Linked DNA regions of Nomascus leucogenys: region 2 is linked to region 1. Evidence: chromatin contacts called from public Hi-C data. All regions are on one chromosome and are shown on one strand. Each heading gives the region's core, a stretch centred on a gene start, on an enhancer-like site or on the middle of the called end of the contact. The rest is flanking DNA. Distances are from core to core; before and after follow the strand shown.

Region 1 (7,031 bases), core at 1,315-3,814:
ATGACCTTTATAGAGACGACAACTGAGGCCCGAGGTCCCACAGTAAGTCAGTGACCCCTGATGCCCAGGTAAGGGCTTTCTGCTGCCCAGAATCACCACTCAGGGCACCTGTAAGCAGACCTGATAAATACGTGCGGCAAGTCAATGAGTGTGGAGGCAATCAAGGCAGGCTTCTTGGAGGGGGCACTCAAGAGGCCAGAACTGACTGTACCAGATGGGTCTGGGTGCTTGAGGACCAAGGGTGTGGGGAGGCGGGAGGGGCTGACTTACCTGAGCAGCCATGTCCACCAGCTGAGGCAGCCGCAGGTACTTGCCCGTCTCCCCCTTGAGAAAGTCCAGCAAACTCCCTGGGCAGAGAGAGACCCAGCTCCAGCTCCTGCCCTGTCCCTCTGCCAGGATGCAGTGATTCCCAAAACCCGTCCTCCCAGGCGGCTGGCCTTGCTTTAACCAGCACAGCAGATTTTATGTAAACTCATCTCTGAATAAAGTCTCACTCAGTGCTTGTCACTCAAAAGGCAAGGAGGATGGGAAACAACCAGAAGTCCACCTCCAGGTGAACAGGTAAACTGTGCTAATGCAGACAGCGGAGTCCTGCTCAGCGACAACAGGAACAAACTGCTGGGAGACGCAACAGGGATGCATCTCAGGCCGGGAGCAGTGGCTCCTGCCTACAATCCCAGCACTGTGGGAGGCCGAGGCGGGAAGATCGCTTGAGCCCAGTAGTTTGAGGCCAGCCTGAGCTACACAGTAAGACTCTGTCTGTACAAAAAATACACACAAAAAAAAAAAAAAAAAAAAAAAAGTAGCTGGGCAGGATGTTGTGCACCTGTAGTCCCAGCTACTTGAGAGGCTGAGATGAGAAGATCTATGGAGCCTTGGAGGTCAAGGCTGCAGTGAGCTATGATCACGCCACTGCACTCCAGCCTGGGCAATATAGCAAGACCTCATCTCAAAAAATAAAAAATTTAAATGTAAAAAGTAAAAAAGGATGCATCCCAGATGTAAAAGATTCCATGTATGAAATTCTAGAATAAACAAAACAAATTTATAATGACAGAAAGCAAATCAGTGGGTGCTTGGGTTTGGGGCTGGAGGGTACTGTCTGCAAAGGGCACGAGGAACTTTCTGGGTGATGGAGGTGTTACATATCTTCATTATGGTTAGGGGTACACAGTAAATCCACTTGTTAAAACCCACTGAACTGAACACTTAAAAGGGGTGTATTTTATCATATGTAAACTCTACCTCCAAAAAGTGGAATTTTGAAAAATAACTAATTAGTTTAAAAATTACTGTGGCTCGCACCTGTAATCTCAGCACTTTGGGAGGTGGAGGTGGGAGGATTGCTTGAGCCCAAGAGTTCGAGACCAGCCTAGGCAACACAGGGTCCCATCTCTACAAAAAATAAAAAATTAGCTGGGCCTGGTGACACACACCTGTGGTCCCAGCTACTTGGGGGGCTGAGGTGGGAGAACTGCTTGAGCCTGGAAGGTTGAGGCTGAAGTGAGCTATGATTGTACCACTGCACTCTGGCCCTGGCAACAGAGAATTTGGCTCTACGGCATTCCACCTTTGAAGGTGCCCATTCTAGACATGAGAGGACATGAGGCTCATGCCCCCTGCCCTGTCCGGAGTGCCCCTGCCCCCTGCCCCGGCCGCCCAGGCCTCACCCTTGCTCATGTACTCCGTGACGATGTAAATGGGCTCCTCCGAAACCACAGCATACAACTGCACCAGCTTCTCATGCCTCAGCTTCTTCATGACTTGGGCCTCCTGCAGGAAGGCCTCTGGAGACATCGTGCCAGGCTTCAGGGTTTTGATGGCCACCCTGGTGGTGCCATTCCAGGTCCCTGTTGAGGAGGGATGCAGGCTGACTCAGTGGAGCCCCCCAACTCCTACTGCACAGGGATCCAGGATCTGCCCGCCTGGGCGCCAGTGTCAGCTGTGGCCTCCACAGCCATGTGACAAACCCAGCCAAAGCCTGGGCCCTTTCTGAGCCTCAGTCTCCCCATCTGTAAAATGGGTACAATGACAGGGTGCTCCTCATGGCATTGTTACTAGGATTAAATGCTCAAGAGCCAGTAGCTGTTGTCGGGACTGTGACTATTAAGAATGTCCGGGCTGGGCGTGGTGGTTCACGCCTGTAATCCCAGCACTTTAGCGGGCCGAGGCGGGTGGATCATTTGAGGTCAGGAGTTCAAGACCAGCCTGGCCAACATGGTGAAACACTGTCTCCACTAAAAATACAAAAATTAGCTGGGTGGTAGTGGTGCGTGCCTGTAATACTGGGTACTCGGGAGGCTGCGGCAGGAGAATGGCTTGAGCCTGGGAGGCGGAGGTTGCAGTGAGCCGAAACCGCGCCACTGCACTCCAGCCTATGTGACAGAGTGAGATCCTGTCTAAAAAAAAAAAGTCCTAAAAAGCAGCTTATTAGCCTGGACAGACAGGGGACCAACGTTCTAACTCAACCGGTGTCACTTCTGGGTTGGTCATGTTCCCTCTGGGCAGGACTTTGAACGTGCCTCATGTGTTAGCAAATGCAATGTGTACTGGTGGAGGCCAGGGGTGATGTGGAGCTGGCCCAGGGGTTTCTGAGGCTGCTGCCAGAACAAGAGGTCACCTCTGGAGCCCACCCGCCCCCCAAAATGAGACACTGTCCTAAGCATGAGGGCTTGGGGGTCAGGCTGGCCAGAGCCTGACTCCCACCTCCACCTCCTGCCAGCAGAGAGACCATGGGAGAGTCAGTTCCCCTCTCTAAGCCTCAGTTATCTCATCTGGAAAACGGGGATCCATAGTGCCTACCCGTGGAGCTGTTTGAGGACTGAATGAGATTTTAACCACTGGGCCAGCCCCACTGTGAGGGCTCAGTAAGTAATGTGGTTATCATTTCACTACTGTCTACTTTTCTAACTGTGGGGCTCTGGGGGAAGCTGCATTCTAGACCAGCATGTTTAATCCAGGTTCTTGTCCCAGCGGGCCTCGAGGTTCCTTTGATGTGTGACCTTGGGCCCGTTCCTCCCAGTCGCTGGGCCTCCGTCTGAGGGTTGGGGCTCAGGCCCATCTCTGTGGCCCTCCTGGCTCAGGCCATCTGCATGTGGCACTTCATGAGTCAACGTGGAGCACCCAGGGAGGAAGTGAGGCCCTTCCCAGGGACAGCACCTCTCACCCAAGCCAGAAATGAGTTTTGCAGCCACCAGAATGGCTGACGCTGTGCATTCGCCCAGGTTTTGCTCAAGTCCTCACTTTGTGGCTGTGCCCACACCCTGGCTTCTCACCCCTCTCCCCTCTCACCAGCTCAAAGCCCACGCCTCCCCTTCCCGGACGGCCTGACCTCCAGCCTCCAGGCCTCTGTCCCTGCAGTGCCTTCCACCCAGGAGGCCCCTCTGCTTTCCTCCATCAGCCCTCTGGAGGGCGGAACGTGGAGGCAGTGGGACTGAGCGGAGATGCAGCTCCAATGAAACCACCTTGAAAACAGCGCACCGTGATCCCCGCTAGCACCATGGGCTTACGGGCTTACAACTGCCGTCTCTCCTCCACCCTGGCCTCCGGTCCCTCCGTGTGAGCAGAAAGCAGCCAGTGGAAGAGGGGCCTGGGATTTGTCAGGACTGCACAGCGCTCATGCATTGCTGTTTCTCCAGGGCTAGACAGGAAATCGCTAACAGGCCCAGACCATGACAGACCTAAGCTTTCCAGCACTCCCTCCCGCGAGCCGGGCTTCTCTCTCCATGGCGAACAGCTAGTGTGTGGCCACGCACTGGGTCAGGGTCTCACAACCTCCCATAGGTCCCACTGTCACTAGCCCCATTCACAGTCGGGAAGACTGAGGATCCGAGTGAGGCCACCGGGCTCAGCCTACACAGCAGGTCTGTGCAATGCCCAGCCCTGTGCGCATCTTGGAATCAGGTGCTATGGTTTGCACGGTCCGGGGCACAGCACTTGGGTGGCCACATCCCAAGTCGGTGCCAGCCACCACTGGGGAGCTCCAGATTTACGACAGGGCCCCATCATCCAGCAGAGGCAGCTAAAGGCAAAGGGACCAAGGGAGCCTAGAGCTGCCACACGGGGTGGGGGTGGATGCCTCTCCCGAGGGCAGGGGCCAGGCCTTACCCATCCACACCTCGCCAAAGCAGCCCTGGCCCAGCTTGACCTCCAGCCGCAGCGACTCCCGAGGGATCTCCCAGGCATCCTTGGCCAGGCCCTGCGTCTGCGGCTTGGACGTGGGGCATACGGTGGTAAGGCGGTGGCACAGGCCATCGGCGTGTTCTGAGGAGGAGGCAGGAGGAGCAGTTAGATGGGGCTTCTGCCCTGGGGCCTCCCTGCCCCTCAGTGTGTGTCGCCCTACATGCCAGATGCACGCAGATTTCCGGGGACACGCAGGGCGCCCTCAAAGCCAGGCATCTACATCTGTGTGCACACAGCCCCACCCCCACACAGGCCCACAGTGCTTTATGCATCTGCTGAGTCAGTCATTCAGTCAGTCATTCAGCAGACAGTAGGGGTTGCCAGGGACCCTGCGGGGAGGGAACAAGTCCAGGGAACCTGCCCTCAGGAACTCAGAGTCCAGGGAGGAGCCCCACTTCCTTAATCACCTCCCAGGACCACAGATGTGAATGTGACTGGAGAGCTGTTCGCGCAACAGCAGGAGGGTCCTGGGAGGCTTCCTGGAGGAAGCAGCAACCGAGCTTGGATGTGCAGGAGGGTGAGGGGTTAAGTAGGGAAGAGCCCTCCAGGCAGGGGCACAGCCAGAGCAAAGGCTCTGAGGAAAGAACAGCTGCAGGGCTGGAGAAGCGGAGGCCAAAGGGGCGCAGGGAGCGGGTGGGGAAGGGTGGCACCAGGCGGAGGTGGGTAGGCAGTCGGGATTAGACCACTCGGGGGCCGGTGGGGGTCTTTATCCCAAGATTCCAAGACAGCCCCTGGAGAGTTCTGATCTGAGGGAACGGGGTTCAGAATGAGCCACACAGTGGTGGCTGAAGAGACAGAGAGTGGTGGGTGATCCCAGAGGAAGTCAGGAGGCCGAGGTGAGAGGAGGAGGAGGCTCGGGGTGGGGAGTGGACCAACACCTGTGCACAGAGGCCATGCGTGCCACAGACACACAGGCACACAGGCACCCGCAGGCCCGTGACACTGCAGTCAGCTCCGGATGCCCAGGTGGGTGGGCTACAGCACTGTGCCCACGCCCGAGTCCTCACCCAGCACGCAAGCCCCTCGAGCTCCCTCTGCCGCTCTCTTCCCTCTTTGCTGCAATCGATCTGGCCGCCCCCTCCTCCTCTCCCAGCAACCGGTTCAGACCGGTCCTAGGGCTACAGAGACAAACGACACCAGCCTCTGTCCCCTCCCTTCCAGCTTACTCTGGGGCTCCTCAGGGCAGCCCCCTCCATACCAGCCAGCTGCAGAGAAAGACGGGGAGTGGGATGATGCGTGGAGCGGGGAGAGAGGGGGACAGGGAGGAGGGGAGCTGGGGGAAAGAGGAGGAAGAAGAAGGAGACAAGGAAAGGAGGGAAAAGGGAGGAGAGAGGAAGGGAACGGGGAGGGAGAAAGTGGGGAGGGGAGCAGGATAACAGAATCCCCCACCCTTCTAGGCTCCAAGGCCCCTCCCCAGGGTCTGCAGCTGAGGCTCTGCCCGCCCGCCCTCCGAGACTGGCTCACTGGAGTAGTAGGCCACCAGCTGCTGCAGGCTGTTGAACTGGGTGCGGGAGGTGATGTAGAAGCCGCCGCTGTCCAGCTTGCGGATCTTGTAGTGCTTCACGTTGAGGCCCTTGGCGTTGTCGAAGTCCGACACTGAGAGGCAGTAGGCACCTGCGGGGCACCGAGGGGAGCTGTGACCGCCACGCCCTCTCCCCCGCAGGCGGCTGCTCTGGACGCCGTTCTGTGCCTGCCTGACATTGGAGGGAACGGAGGCCCAGGCGGGGCCCCAGGCCCTCCCTGTCTCTCAGCAGCCAGCCCCGGGGCAGCCACAGAGGCAGGGCCAAGGGACCCAAGAGACGCTTGATTAGAACGTCCTGCCATGCATCCTTGGCCCCAGCAAGACCTCCATATCCCAGGTGCGCATCCTAGCTATGAGACTTGGAGGGGTTGCTGGCCCTCTCTGGGCCTCAGTTTCCTCCTCTGCACAATACGGGTGCTCCCAGGTCTGCTGGGGAGATTCCATGCAACCACACATAGAAGGGCCCGGCACACACTGGGCACTCAATAACTGCTGGGAGCCTGTGAGTGGCTCCCTGTGGCTGTGTGGCCCTGGCCTAACTGCTTTCCCTCTCTGGGTCAGCTCGCGGGGGCACTGTCCATGTCCCCCCAACCTCCTTTCTGAAGACAGGCCCAGGCTCAGGCGGGAGGGGGTGGTTGGCAAAGGCGTTGGCCGTCATGGGCAGGAGACCACGGGCTGGGTGTGGCCTGAAGGCTGCCTGGGTCAAACGGGGCCAGACCTGGTGCCTCCCCTCTTTCCCTTGAGCATAGAAAAGCTTTTGGCTGGAAAAGTTTCCTCCCATCCAGCAGGCCTGGGTAGGACCAGAGGCCAAGAGACGCCCAAATGGCATCAGGGAACAAGGCTGAGCCCCGGAGGCAGGGGCAGAGGCTCCAGCGGCCAGGGACGGGCCTTCTCAGGAGCCTGGCCAGGCGGTGCACAGGCATGGGGTAAGCCCAGCCCTCCTAGCCCACAGACCTCCCCCTCTGCGATCTTCAGGAGGAGATTACAATCCCAGCGTACAGAAAAGAGGTCCAGAGAGGGAAGTGGCCAGCCTGGGGTCACCCAGCAAACCAGAGACAGGGCTGGGGCTCAAACCCACATCGAGGACTCAAAGCCTGCCTTAGGCAACCATGATTTTCTACTGATGGCCCGGGCTGGTGCATGCGGAAGCCACAGGCCTGAGGCTGAAGCCAACCCCGGCCACATGTGCATACACACACAGGCATGCCCGTGCCCAGTGGCCACACGCTCACACAAGTACACGCTCCCCAGGCCCTCAGGCACCAGACAAACCACAGCAGTCCATTCCCACACAGCGACACACAGACAATTCCATCCCACATGCACA
Region 2 (7,031 bases), core at 3,246-5,745, 130 kb after region 1:
AATAAACAATGGACATGACCTCTCAGGAAGCTGGGATTCTGAATAGCAGCAACTGAAGAGCCTTTATCTAAGAAGTGAGCAGTTTGCACAGCCTTGGTGGGAAATAAACCCCATGCCTCTATCTCATTGCATTTAGCAATACTGTATTTGTTGTGTTATTTTTATCCATTTGGTTTCACTCTAGCCCAGGTTCCTATTTCTCGTTTATGACTAAAGACCCTCGCATGAGGAAAGGGGAAGTCAGAAAGAAAGAAGAGTCTTGTCTTTTGTACTCTGTAAACCTTTCCAGTCTTTTTTTGATTCCTTTATAACATTTCCTTTCCAGAGCCAGGCAAGCTTCTCAAATCTCCTGCATTTCCAATCCCCTGTTCGCTTTGGCTGTAATTATCTTGGGGAAATTTAAATTCCTTATCATGGCTTTGTGACAGTGCTGGCTCAAGATACACAAGCCCACTTCCATTCTGAGGTCTTGTCAGATTGTCCTCAATAGGTTCCCTTAATAGGAATTATTGTTAGATTTTTTTAAAAGTGTGATAATGGGATTGTGACTATGTCTAAAAAAGAGCCTTATCTTTTTGAGATACATACGAAATATTTATCGATGAAATAATATGAAGTCTGAGATTTGCTTCAATATATTCTAGTGGGAGAAGGAAAGAAAAATAGGCTCACTTAATATGCTGATCTCCCCTGCCTCTGTCCTGCAAGTTATTCTTTTTGTGTTTTTTTAGTTGGAGTATCGCTCTGTCCCCCAGGCTGGAGTGCAGTGGCATGATCTCAGCTCACTGCAACCTGCCTCCTGGGTTCAGGTGATTCTCCTGCCTCGGCCTCCCAAGTACCTGGGATTATAGGCACCTGACACCGCACCCGGGTAATTTTTGTATTTTTAGTAGAGATGGGGTTTCACTATGTTGGCCAGGCTGGTCTCAAACTCCTGACCTCAGGAGAGCCACCTGTCTCAGCCTTCCAAACTGCTGGGATTACAGGCGTGAGCCACCACGCCCAGCCTCCTGCAAGTTCTTTTTGCTGCATCTTCCTCACCTCCACCTATTCACTCCCAATCTTTGAATCTGTTTATTTTGTGTCTGGGGACAGGATTTGCCTCTGGGAGACTCAGCCGAGAGTATGGGCACTGGAGCCAAAGAGACTTAGGTTCAAAACTCCAGCCTTACCCTGATGAGCATAGCGGCCATGGACAAGTTATTTAGTTGTCTGAGTCCCAGTTTCCCCATCTGCAAAGTGGAGATAATAAATTGAAAAACAACCAAACAGCCTACTTTTCTAGTGCGTTCTTCTTGCCTCTTTCCTTCTCCCTTCCCTCCCCTCCCCGCCCTCCCCTCCCCCCCCTCCCCTCCCCTCCCCTCCCCTCCCCTTCTCTTCACTTCTTCTTTTGACATGGGGAGTGGGGGTCTTGCTTTGTTGCCCAGGTTGGTCTCAAACTCCTGGCCTCAAGCAATCCTCCCACCTTGACCACCCAAAGCGCTGGGCTTACAGGTGTGGCCCACCACACCTGGCCTCTTTTTCTAATTCTGCCTCCACGTGCCCTGAAGATTCGTAAGCAGTCTACAGTCTTCTAATACCTCTTTGCTCTTCAAAGGCTCAGCCGGACGTGGTGGCTCACGCCTGTAATCCCAGCACTCTGGGAGGCCAAGGCTGGCCGATCACCTGAGGTTGGGAGTTTAAGACCAGCCTGACCAAATGGAGAAACCCTGTCTCTACTAAAAATACAAAATTAGCCAGGTATGGTGGTGCATGCCTGTAACCCAAGCTACTCGGGAGGCTGAGGCAGGATAATCGCTTGATCCCAGGAGGCAGAGGTTGCGGTGAGCCGAGATCGCACCATTGCACTCCAGCCTGGGCAACAAGAGCAAAACTCTGTCTGAAAAAAAAAAAAAAAAAAGCTCTCCCCTCAACTTCAACTTCAACCACCTTCTCCAAGCTTTGGACAAGATCCAATGCCTGTTCCCCACATCCTCCTGGAGGTCCCATGAGTGAAAAACTCAACACGCGCAAATTGGCTCTATTGTTCCTCCCCTCAACCCACTGCCCTGGTGCATCCTGATCAGCCCTTGAGGCCCCCAGCCCATTCTCAACAACCTCTCCTTCACCTTCCTCATCCATCTACTGCAGGCCTGGGCCCCATTTATCAGAGCCCTCTCAAATCTAGCGCCCCCACTCCCATGCTCCTTGCCCACCGCCCCCGCCCAACCCCCCAGCTCAGGCCTCCAGGATGGCTGGCCTAGACAGCTGTGAAAGCTTTCTCAATGGGCTTCTTCTCTCCAGCCTCTCGTGTCTCTGTTCCTCCCACCAGGCTGCTGGCAACATTCTCCTTCCAAAACCACCACTCCAGGGCTTGAAAGCCTCCATGGACTCTCTCTACTGAGAACAGGACAGGTCCAAATTCCTTAGCATGGCATTTGACACCCTGCATAGCTTGGCCCTAATGCATTGTTCCGGATTCATCCACATTTCTTGCCGCTGAAGCCACAGGCCCAGGTTTCCCAGTCTGTGGGCCCTCACACTTGTACCAGAACCACTTGAGGCCCTGGTTAAAAATTCAGAACTCTGGGCCCTACCCTGGACAACTGAATCTGGGGTCCAGGTCCGAAGCCCACAAAGATGTGAGGACTCTCACTCCAGCCACACCAAATAATTTATTATTCACTAACCAGGCCTCCAGGCCTTTGCTCAGGCTGGATTAATTTTTCCTCTTTCTTCAAGATCCACCTTAAAAGTCACATCCTGGCCAGGCACAGTGACTCACATCTATAATCCCAGCACTTCAGATGGCTGAGGCAGGTGGATTGCTTGACCCCACAGGTTCTAGACCAGCCTGGGCAACATGGAGGAACCCCGTTTCTGCAAAAAATACAAAAGTAGCCTGGCATGGTGGCATGTGCCTGTAGCCCCAGCTACTCAGGAGGCTGAGGTGGGGGAATCACCCAAGCCCAGGAGGCAGAGGTTGCAGTGAGCCCAGATCATGCCACTGCACTCCAGCCTGGGTGACAGAGTGAGACCCTGTTTCCAAAAAAAAGGAGCCAGATGAGGTGGCTCACACCCGTAATCCCAACACTTTGGGAGGCTGGGGGCGGGGGTGGATGATTTGAGGTCAGGAGTTCAAGACCAGCATGGCCAATATAGTGAAACCCCATCTCTGCTAAAAATAAAAAAATTAGCCAGGCAGTAGTGACACGCACCTGTAATTCCAGCTACTCCGGAGGCTGAGGTGAGAGAGTCGCTTGAGCCCGGGAGGCGGAGTTTGCAGTGAGCCAAGATCGTGCCACTGCACTCCAGTCTGTGCGACAGAGTGAGACCCTGTGCCCCCCGCCAAAAAAAAGTTACATCCTAGGTGAAGCCTTTCCTCCTCCTTAGCAGGGTGAAGGCCCCACCCACGCTGCTCCCACAGCTCCTTGTATGCACCTCGATTATAGACTGTGTATATCACGCTGTGTAATTATCTGTTTGCCCACTTGTCTAGCTAGGATGAAAATTGCACCAAAGCAAGTCCACAGAATGCCTGGAGCCCCCAACTTGGTGAATGGCACATAGCGGCACTTGATAAATATCAGTTCATTTGAATTGTGCTTTACTCTTCCTTGGCTCCTGGACACCAAACACAGCACTTAGCACCCGATGGGTATTATTACTTCGATATCTGATGGATAAATTATCAAAGGATGGAAGGAGGCAGGAATAAAAAGCAAAATATGCCAATAAATTAATGATGACTTTTCATCATCAATTAATATCCTGGAATGTTTGTGCATGCCTGGGACCATCTCTCACCTGAAGGACGTGGGAACTGGGTCAGAGATCAGATGGATCCTGGGACTTCTGGTTCCAAGTTCACGGGTGAAATCAGCAGACCAAAGTTCTGATGTTAATCAGAAATGTCACTATCACCATGACAAGTGCAAATGTAAAGTGCAGTGCTATCTTCCTTTGCAGTATCCTTGTCATTGCTATAAGAAATCCTCACTTGTCACCTTTATCACTCCACCTCGCAGGACCCACAGAGACCCTGCTGACACCAATCCATGGGAAATCAAGCTGGCAGAAATCAGCCCTGGGCTGCTGGGCCAGGGTCAGGGATAGCACTGTTCTGGGGCAGGCGAGCTTGTCTGGAGGCAGGCAAGCCCCACTCCTAACCCTGGCCTCTGCATGTACCATCTGTATGAGATTGGACAAGTTACCCAATATCTCCAAGACTCAGCTTCTTCCACCATGAAATGAGAGCACTATGTGTTCCTAAGGCTCAAAGTTGTTGAATGAGATGAGATCATGTATGTTACGTGACTGGCATGTAGATGTTACTGCTAGACTGTGGAAATCCAGGACAGCTAGACTCCGTGAGTCATTGGGTGGTGGTGACTGGGGCTGAACCCGGCGGGACAGGAGCTAGGCAGGGAGCCAGGTCTCAGCCATGGATTCCAGGTTCTGGGCCTTAGAGGAGGTTCCAGCATCAACAGGGCCCAGCCACTGGGGAGTCAGGAGCTGGGGGCCTGGGTGTGGAGGCTGCTCTTCCTTCTGCTCTGTGGCCTGGGTGTTCAGGGACTGAACCAGGCAGGGTGGGAAAGGCCCAGAGAGTGGGAGCTCCAGGCCCTAGAGGGAAACCCCAGTGACTCTGCTTGTAGTCTGGAGTGAGGGCCCTTTGGCCCTGACTCAAACCTGAGTTTGCTGCAGTCAAGGCTATTAGGGTTCCTTTAACTGCACTGTAACCACAGAGGGGAAGTAAGACCATGAGATAACCTGGCTCCTGACATGGAAAATAGAAACTGGAAGCTAAAGTCCCAAGCAGGCCTTGACTTTTGCCTGTGGACTCTCAAATCATGGAATTCTTCTCACTGTGTCTGCAGGTCCTGTTGTCACTAAGATCCCCCAACTCAGAGATTCCAAACGAGGGGGGTCCTCCCTGTAGACACCCCCTCCTTGCTGGTCTGAGCTCGTCTTGCCTGATGACCCAGGCTGAGGGAGCCCCTGTAGGATGCACTTCCTTTTTTTTTTTTTTTTTTTGAGACAGAGTCTTGCTCTGTTGTCTAGACTGGAGTGCAGTGGCACGATCTCAGCTCACTGCAAACTCCGCCTCCGAAGTTCAAGCGATTCTTCTGCTTCAGCCTCCCACGTAGCTGGGATTACAGGCGCATGCCACCATGCTCGGCTAATTTTTGTATTTTTAGTAGAGACAGAGTTTCACCATGTTGCCGAGGTTGGTCTCGAACTCCTGGCCTCAAGTGATCCACCCACCTCGGCCACCCAAAGTGCTGGTATTATAGGCATGAGCCATTGCACCTGGCCAGATGCACTTTCTCCTGTGGGCTTTCTCCTGAGATCCTGGGGTAGGTCTGGGCTTGGGGATCACACAGTCTTCCCTATCTGGAAACATCGATGAGAACCCAGGACAGGAACGGTCGGGGAAAGATGGGAGGAGGGGCAGGTTGAGTGGCTGAAGAAAAGGTGGCGTGACAAACCCGACCTGACCCTTTCGTGGTCCTGGGATTTCACAGCGAACAAAGCCCCACAGGCGGGGCCTCTGGCATTGGTAGCAAAACCTGACAACTCCAATGACTGGGGAACAGCGACATCTCCTGGCTGTCTGAGGCCATGGCCCTCCTACCTGATCGGAATCCCCGGCAGACACCAGGGTGCCTGATGCTTTTAGAATCCTCACAGATTTTAGCCTTTGATTCAATTGGTCCAGAGTGGAGCCTGACATTCTGCATTCCTAACAAGCCCCCACGTGCTGTCAATACTGCTGGTCTATGGACCACACTTTGATTAGAAAGCTTTAGAGGGCTCAAAGATTTGGTCCCAGGCATCCCAAGGGTCTGAGGAAAGGAGACAATTTTCTGCATATAAAATTATAAAATCACTCAACCACAGGCAAGGCCAGGGAGGGAGAATGCTTCTTGGAGAGATGGCCTCCAAGGGGGCTTTTGAAGTATGGTCAGATCTTCACCAGGGAGAGGTTACCCGAGGATCAGCTGGAGACAACCTTCCATGCAGCAGGCTTGGCACCTGCACCAAGTCTACCAACTCAAAAAACAACCTGGTTAGCGTGCCTAATTGACTTGTGGCAGGCCCAAAGATTCCAAGCAAGGTGAATGTTTAAAATACTCATGGGCCAGGTGCAGTGGTTCACGCCTATAATCCCAGCACTTTGGGAGGCCGAGGCGGGCGAATCACTTGAGGTCAGGAGTTCAAGACCAGCCTGGCCAACATGGTGAAGCCCTGTCTCTACTAAAAATACAAAAATTAGCTGGACATGGTGGCTCATGCCCATAGTCTCAGCTACTTGGGAGGCTGAGGCAGGAGAATTGCTTGAACCTGGAAGGCGGAGGTTACAGTGGGCAGAGATCACGCCATTGCACTCCAGCCTGGGTGACAGAATGAGATTCTGTCTTAAAAAAAAAAATTAGTGCCGGGCGCGGTGGCTCACGCCTGTAATCCCAGCACTTTGGGAGGCTGAGGTGGGTGGATCACCTGAGGTTGGGAGTTCGAGACCAGCCTAGCCAACATGGTGAAATCCCATCTCTACTAAAAATATAAAATTAGTCGGGCATGGTGATGCATGCGTGCAATCCCAGCTACTGGGGAGGCTGAGGCAGGAGAATCGCTTGAACTTGGGAGGTGGAGGTTGCTGTGAGCTGAGATCATGCCATTGCACTCCAGCCTGGGCAACAAGAGCTAAACTCCATCTCAAAAAAAAAAAAAAATTAAAATACTCATGGGAGTAACATTTCCAAGGAACCCAGAGTTGCTTCATTGATTTGCTAAGTACAATTGACCTCATCTCTTCATTAAAAGAGCTCTTCTAATGACTTTCCCAGATGCAGACTTTTTGAGAAAGAAATGAAGCTCTGAGCTGCCATCCAATCACAGGCCCTTCTGTTTGGGTAAGACCCTGTGAAGCAGGGGAAAGGACCATATCATCTCCTTATTACAGAAGAGGAAACTGACACTCAGGGAGGTTAAGTGACTTTGCCTGAAGCCACCTAGCAAGCCCACACCTCTTAAACCTGGTCTCCTCTGAC

Evidence for each region. Hi-C and Micro-C count contacts between places; a contact is called where the count stands out from the background.
Region 2: a contact with region 1 is called in a Hi-C map of a lymphoblastoid cell line, with 6 times the contacts expected there. The contact joins two enhancer-like sites. A contact is called at or near these places in 3 of 4 Hi-C or Micro-C datasets (a lymphoblastoid cell line and an unstated tissue).

What each region holds. Positions count from the first base shown.
Region 1 is chr13:26,638,662-26,645,692 of Asia_NLE_v1, forward strand. SRC (proto-oncogene tyrosine-protein kinase Src) reads right to left here. Exons shown (of 16, transcript XM_030826273.1): 10 at 5,647-5,796; 11 at 4,108-4,263; 12 at 1,671-1,850; 13 at 271-347. Among named protein-coding and RNA genes, the nearest start is that of SRC, 54 kb to the right of the region's middle. Within about 2 kb of position 2,565, the one cell type or tissue checked has an H3K27ac peak away from gene starts, as active enhancers do. A contact at or near this core is called in a lymphoblastoid cell line, where this site is marked.
Region 2 is chr13:26,766,151-26,773,181 of Asia_NLE_v1, forward strand. No RefSeq gene overlaps it. Among named protein-coding and RNA genes, the nearest start is that of GHRH, 15 kb to the right of the region's middle. Within about 2 kb of position 4,496, the one cell type or tissue checked has an H3K27ac peak away from gene starts, as active enhancers do. A contact at or near this core is called in a lymphoblastoid cell line, where this site is marked.